Regions from separate parts of the Oryctolagus cuniculus genome. Here region 2 is linked to region 1. The links are chromatin contacts, called in public Hi-C maps. All regions are on one chromosome and are shown on one strand. The core of a region is the stretch at or near the end of the contact, and the rest is flanking DNA. Distances in the headings are between cores, read along the strand shown.

Region 1 (3,519 bases), core at 638-3,137:
CTGCAGCCTGGCCTCGCAGAAGACCAGACTCAGAAAACAAAAGGAGGCACACTCTCCAGCTGTGGGGCTGAAGCTGCCTCGGGCTGCAGAGACGAGGGTCAGAGGGTCACGCCTCCCCTGTTTCCTGAGAAATCCGGGTTTGTTCTAGCTTCGTGCATTCTGGGGTGAAAGTCTCCCCCTTTCCTGACCCTGCTCTTGTCTAGGATCTGTGCCCCAGGAAGGCATCCCACCCTTTCCAGGCTATCTTGTCTTTGGGGGAACAATGCATTTTTCACTCTCCTGTCACCCTGATGGACAACTGGGGGCTAGTCCAGCATTTTGGGGGATAGCAGTGGGCACCAAGGTTGCAGATTTGGTCCCATGCATATGGACTAGTTCCCTGTCTCGTCCTCAGACAGCTACAGGTGCTGCAGGCCAAGCAACCATCTGGGAACAGGGCAGGAAGGGACTGTGTAAATCCGTTAGCCTTTCTGGAAGAACAGCTCAAATGCTTGGGCTCCCGACAGTGGATCATGAACGTTCTCTGTGGGATAAAGCAACATACCATTTGTTTAACATGGAGTATTTACTCAGAGTCCCTGGAGACCGCAGGGCTCTCGACCAGCTTCCTGCAGATCCAGTTTGTCCACCTGAGCTCTGAGGGCTCTGCTCACTCAACAGAACTCTGCAGGGGGAGAGGGGCCTGTGTGTGGTGGTGGGGGCAGCTGCCCATCACCCTCTCTTAGCTATTTCCACATTGGGTGTCTCTGACAGATTAGAGCTGAACTAAAAATTGTGCAGCTGAAAGCCGGTGTGCAAAGCAGCACATGAGAGAATTAAAAGCAGCGACTCCCAGGCTCTGTCCTTGGTGACGGACGTGTCTTGTCTCGTCACATATGCTACTCCTGCATATCATCTGGGTCGGTGTGATGAATGCTGGGTCACAGACGAGAAACCCACGTCCCAGGAAAAGGAAGGCTCCCGGGGCTGGGTCTCAGGCCTGCCTGGCTGGGAGCTGCATCTCTGGTCCCTGCAGAGCACTGTGGCGTGGTAGGAGTAGCACAGGGTTTGAGCTGGAGATCCGAGCTCAAGTTGGCCTTCCGCCTCTTTCTACCTGAGTGACCCTGACTCGGCACTTGGCATCATCCAACTGAGCCTCGTTTTCCTCCTCCGCAAGATGGGTGTGATGATCATCCGAGAGGATGCACACCCGCTATCAAATCCTAGGGGTGCTGTTGGTGCGGGATCCTGGGAGTGAGCCCCGACTGCCTCCTTCATGAATCCCTTGCCCTCTGTCAGGCCGAGCCCCTGATTCGGACTGACCTAGTCTCCGGGTTGCTGAACTGCAAGGGTGCCGTTTCTCTGGGGAGCAGATGCCCTCCCTTGCTCTTGGGAGCCCCAGGCCCAAGATCAAAGTGTGAGTGCTGCTCTCTCCCTGCGAGCCACATCTCTTTGCCCTACAGCCCTCTTTAATTAGCTCAGAGCTTTAGAGCGGTTCTTATCAGTGCTTCCTGATAGAGTAATTAATGGGTTTCTCTTCTCCACTGAGCATCCTCCTGCCCCAGAGGGCTATGCTCGGAAGGAAGGCGCTAATTAGCTCCTGTGTGATTATCTGGGTAAAGCAACGGTGCCAAGTCCCTGCAGCATCTGTAGGGAGCCCTTGTCCTCCCCTGGTGAGACTCTCGTTCTCTGTTCCTTTGGCCTGGTGCCATTCTGCCCCCAAATTTAGCCCCTTCTGCAGACAGCCTGTCTTTCTCACCATCAGCATCTGAGTGGCATCCTGGGACTGAGGGCCAATCGCATGGAAGCTCCTGGGGAGATTGCTGGGCACACCGGTGCTTCCAGACTGGTCCAGACTTTCCAAGTCTTTCCCAAGAAAGAGGGCAAGGGTGGCAGGGTGTCATGGAAACAGCCTTCAGCTGGAGCCAGAGAACTGGCTCTCAGCAGAGTCCTGCCACCCACTGGGCTGTGTGACCTTGGGTAAACCATACATTCTCCCCAAGTCTCAGTTTCCTTCATTATAACAGAAAGGAAAGGATTGATCTACAATCAAGGGTGGAAAATGGGTGGTTTTGCTAGCTGAGCTGAATCAGTCATGACCCGCACTGTGCTGAGAGCAATACAACCACATGCAACCTCAGGGGTGGACCATGACATCTGTCATACATGACACCTGTCATACATGACACCTGTCACGTTGATATAGGTACAATGTTTCCCACCAACAGCAGGCTGGCATTCAGGATGGGGGATTCTCACTGTGTTTAACTGTGCTATGCCTTTCAGGGTGCTTAGCATCTTTAGAGAACCTCACTGGATGCAGGTACACCCTCCACAGTTCCTCAGCAACCCCGGGGGCTCTGCCACCTGTCTGAGAGCCGCGTGTAGGCAGATGGCAGCGAGTCAGGATTCTGTGGCTGCAAGCAACAGAGACTACACATGAGTCCCCTAATGCCCCATTTTGCTTGCTGAGGTTTCCGTTTCCTATGCTCAATCACAGTCGGAAGATGTTACATGGAATATTCCAGAAATAAACAATACGTTTTAAGTTGCACGTCATTCTCATGAAATCTCGGGCCATCCCTCTCTGACCCACCTAGGACGTGACTCATCCCTTTGCCCAGCATATCCAGGCTTTGTATACGACTTGTCTATCAGGCACTTAGAAGCCGTCTGGGCTGCCTGATCAGCCACCCCGGCATTGGTGCGCAGTGCACGGTGCCTGTAGCAAGGTGTTGGTAGCCTAACGCTACATCATGGTGCCTGCAGCATTCACTCCATTTCATCTCATCATGCAGGCTTTGTTACAACCCACAGCATCATAAGAAGGGAACGCACAACACAGGAAGATGGTTGGAGAGAGAATAAGAGACCACATTCTTTAGTGCCATAATAGTTCTATTTTATTATTATTGTTAACGTCTTTCCATGCCTAACTTATAAATTAAATATTATTGTTGTTAGGTATATACAGGAAAAAAAACATAGTTTAATAGGGTTTGCTACCTTCTGCAGGTTCAGGCATCAGCTGGGGATCCTAGAACATGTTCACCAAGAATAAGTGTGGATTACTTGTACTTAACTTAGTAACAATGGGAATATACTCATTTATGGGACAGAGAAACCAGGGAGAGGCCGGGGCTGCCTTTCTGCACCTAACAAAGCTACTGTGTCTCTGCTTCAGAGGCTTCTGCAGCAGGGTAAATTTTCCTATGTGCTCCGCCCAGCCAGGCCCTGCCCACCAGAGGTGTGAATAACAAGACATGGAAACTGAATGAAGGGTAAGCAGCCCCTTCCCGCCCTACAGCTGGGACATCCGAGGGGACATCAGCAGGGACTTAGTACGGCCAATCGTGGGTGCCTGCCTGGAGTCTGAATCTGGAGGCTGCAGGGTCCCCCAGGGATTATCACGGCGGGGGTGTTGGAGCCGACAGTGGGTGGGGAGAGGTGAGTGCCTGGGGGTGGCAGATCCAGCAGGGCAGCCATGGGTCCAGTGGCAGTGGTGGTGGCCCCAGGATCCTACTCTGACTTCCTGCAGTG
Region 2 (3,708 bases), core at 830-3,329, 89 kb after region 1:
CGATTCTGCTTCTATAAAAATCCAGGTGAAATCAGAATTGCCTTATTTCCCAGCATTACATAAGTCCAGTTACCCAGCTCCCTCTCTCCCACCTAAAATAATTTTTTAAAAAGAGGAATAAAGGTAATGAACTTGAAATCTTATTAGAGTTACCTCAGTTGCAGCTGTGCCGTGGGGTGCAGAACCTGTAGCTAATTATTTGTTTTAATTTTTAAAAGTCTCCACCTGAATCTGTTTGGTAATGTAGTCCTACATTTTTCTACTCTCCGGCTTCCAAAAAAGACAGTGTTGCATTAATTTGCCCAGGAGTGGTGAAGCCGGCAGCTTCGATTAGCTCTCAGGGGCCTAAGGTGGCTGACCTTGAGGAGGAAGATAGGGGAAGGGAAGGGACATTTGCTGAGCTGCCCTCACAGTTATGCCTCACAACCACCTGACATTAGGTTCCTATTGGCCCCACTTCACAGGTGGAGAAGTAGAGGCCCTGAGAAGGTAAGTCACTTGGCCATGGCCGCATGGCTGTCAAATGGCTGAACCACAATTTGACTGTGGGGTTTACTGGTTCCAACACCTCTGTTCTCTCCCTCGATACCACACTCATCATGGCTTCTGTGGCTTTGTCTGGGTTTACAGCTAGGCTATGAACTAAACGCAAAAGTGTCAGTTCCATTAACAAAGACCAGGACTCCTGGTGTCCACCGAGTAGGGCAGAGCTGGCAGAATAAACAAAGTGTGCACCCTGTGAATCTGGGAGCTTCTTAAAGATGCCACTCAAAGACTTGGGTTTAAAAAAAAAAAAGTGAGTAGGAGATGGGGAGTTTCTAGCCAATTTTTCGGTGAAGCTCATTTGACTACACAAGAAATCTGAAAGGCAAGACTGTGTGTGGGTTGAGGTGAGGATGAAATGAGATAATGTTATGAAAACACTTGGTACACTGGAAAGCACGGAGCAGACCCGGACTTGTTTGTAAGGTATCTGGGGGAAAGCGGGGGCTGGCGGGGTTGATTGTACCTGCTTCAGGTTTTACTCTTTTCATTCACACACTCCCCCTGGAGTCCCTTGACTGACACTTCCAGCTTTTACAGGGGTGGGGGGGCAGACATCAGAGGCAATTAGGGGTGCCCTGCTTGGCGGCCACTAATGGGCTCCCAGTGTCCTGGAATGCCCCCCTCACTCCCATCAGTTAGTTGCTCTCATCTTAGAAGTACCCAGCTGGCCTGTGATGAACCAGGGAGACCCAAGGATGTGCCCAGGCCCCAGCTCCAAGGGCATTAAAAGTCAAGAGCATGGCGCAAGCCGCACCCCCCAGGCCAGATCCTCCAGTCCTTGACTGGCCCTGCTGTCTGTCCTCTGGCAAGCGGGACACCCTCTCGGTGTCACAGAGTCCTCCAGCCATCAAAGCTGGCACTGGAAGTCTCTTTTTCCAGGTCTGGGGGCGCGAAGGCAGCCGCAACAAAGTGCTTCTATACATGCTCAAAGAAGTGCTTTGCACCAGGGCTCGGCAGCCCCATCTGAAAGCCCAGGATCCTCTTACCACGGGCTGTCCCGGGAGGCTCCTCCATCTAGAGCCCGCTGGCCCCCAGAAGGAGCCTGCAGCTGGCAGCCCATGAGCTCACGCCTTCCCAAATATCAAAGAGATCCACCCCCCTTTTTCTTTTCTTCTCTCAAGGGACCTTTGAAGCAAAGGGATTTTTCGGAGAAAGAAAGCTCTATGGAGTCTTTAGGGTCTCGGCCCTAAAAGACAACGCTGGAACTGGAATCAGCTCAAGGCTCTCATGTCCAATTAAGGAAACGCTCACATTCCTGCGCCAGCTCTGGCCCTATCTTGCTTACGCTCTCTCCACATCCACATAGGAATGCGCCCCGACAGCCAGAAGGGAGAGCTGACTGTCACCAGGATGCAGGTCCTGTGGCGGAGGGCTCCTTGGAGGGGCTCAGACCTTCCCCTGGGGGCCCGGACCACAGCACAGCGCAAACCCCCTCCAGACCACTCTGCGTCTCCCCATGGCACCCACACCCCTGCACCCGAGAAAGTCGAGCGTACCTGTGGGACTACGGAAAAAGAGGACAGCACAACCGATTCTCACGAGAAGAGCACTTTCAGTTTTCTTTTCTGTGGGCAGGATGTCCGCTAGCTTCCTCCAGCGGCGGCTGGTCCCTGCTGCTTTCACACGCGCTGCCGCCCCTTGGCTCCTTGGCTCCATGCAGGAGCAAGCGGCTGCGTGTTATGCACCCGGGAACTGCTCCTCCTGGGGCACCTCTGCCTGCTCCGCAGCTGTAACCCGAGCCAGCACCTGCTCACTGGAGCCCCTGGTGCACTTCACACCCTTGGGATCAGATGGCTGGGTCCCTGCTGCGCCTTCCTGCCCCACAGCAACAACCCCAACGGGCACCGGTGTGCACTATGTGCCACCCACGTGTGTTATCTCCACGGAATTGCTCTAGGAGAGCTTCCCTCCTCCCCAGACCACCCCAAATCAGCACACCCTCTGCATGGTCACAGTGTGTGTTTCCTTTCCACACAGCTTTAAGATGAGTTCCCTAAAGCTCACTAGGGATCCCCAAAGAATCATCAAGTGCAGAGGAAACAGCACTTGCTGTTAGCAGGTAAGTTCCCTAGGCTCTGCCCTTCCTATGGGATTGGTTACTCCTGGATGCCTCTTCTATAGAAATGAGGGACTGTCCCTGATTTTTGGCACAGAGTAAGGCACTAGGGAGACAGGGGACTGAGATTCCAGCACTCTCCAATACCACGAATAACCACCGCGACAGAGGCACCTGCCTCCAGTGGAGAGAGATTAGTTCTATGCCGGGCAGAGGGTTAGGGAGAACCCTTCTAGGGCAAGGACTCTGTATGTGTGTGTGTGTGTGTGTGTGTGCATGTGTGTGTGTTGTGTACTGCCCTGCCCCACCGCCTGGAAGAGTGCCTGACACACACCGTAGCATTCAGTAGCACTCAGTAGAAGGAAGAGGAAAGAGAAAGGGAAAGAAAGACAGTGGAGCTGGTCTCTAAGGACAGGAAGAAGCCATCCAAGGGCAGTTCTGCTGATAAGAGCAGCACAAGCAAAGGCCCAGTGGTACAAAAGTGCTGGTGCAAGCAGAGACTACAAGCTAGCAGAGGAGCATCCGGATCTTGGGAAGAGGCACCGGGGCCTCCCGTGACTCCAAGTCTACAAGATGAATGGCAGAACCTTGTTCTCTACAGAAGGAGCTCTGAGGGGCAGGCATTAGCTCAGTGGCTAAGTCACCCGTTAAGATGCCCAGGGCCCACATCAGCCTGTCCTAGGTTCAACACCCAGCTCCAGCTTCCTGCTGTTGCAGACCCTGGGAGGCAGCAGTGATGACTCGAGATTGAGTTCCTGCCACCAGTTCAGGAATCTGGATTCAGTTTGGGCTCCTGGCTTCCACCTGGCCCAGTCCTACCTGTTGCAGGCATTTGAGGAATGAACCACTAAATGGGAGATCTCGCTCTGTCTCGCTGCTTCTCAAATAAATAAACAATCCATTTTTAAAAGAAGGAATCGAAACAGAATTTCTAGCTGAGGAAAAAAACCCTGTTCATTTCTCAGCCAAATCTGTGCAATTTCCCTCACCTCTAGTTACCGAGCGAACATGAGCATTTCCCCAGCTGGCAGGAGGGGCCTGCGCAGAAGTGTTAAGTAGGTCAGATTCAATTGATGTGACAAGTGTCTTCCGAGAGACTTACCCTC

The links. Hi-C and Micro-C count contacts between places; a contact is called where the count stands out from the background.
Region 2: a Hi-C map of an unstated tissue shows a contact between it and region 1, with 2.4 times the contacts expected there. The contact joins the promoter of LBH here to the enhancer-like site in region 1. A contact is called at or near these places in 2 of 6 Hi-C or Micro-C datasets (ear pinna and an unstated tissue).

Annotation. Positions count from the first base shown.
Region 1 is chr2:172,676,959-172,680,477 of mOryCun1.1, forward strand. No RefSeq gene overlaps it. Among named protein-coding and RNA genes, the nearest start is that of LBH, 89 kb to the right of the region's middle. Within about 2 kb of position 1,888, at least 1 of the 8 cell types and tissues checked has an H3K27ac peak or open chromatin away from gene starts, as enhancers often do.
Region 2 is chr2:172,765,840-172,769,547 of mOryCun1.1, forward strand. It overlaps LBH (LBH regulator of WNT signaling pathway), which reads right to left and starts at 2,080. Exons shown (of 3, transcript XM_070069734.1): 1 at 2,043-2,080.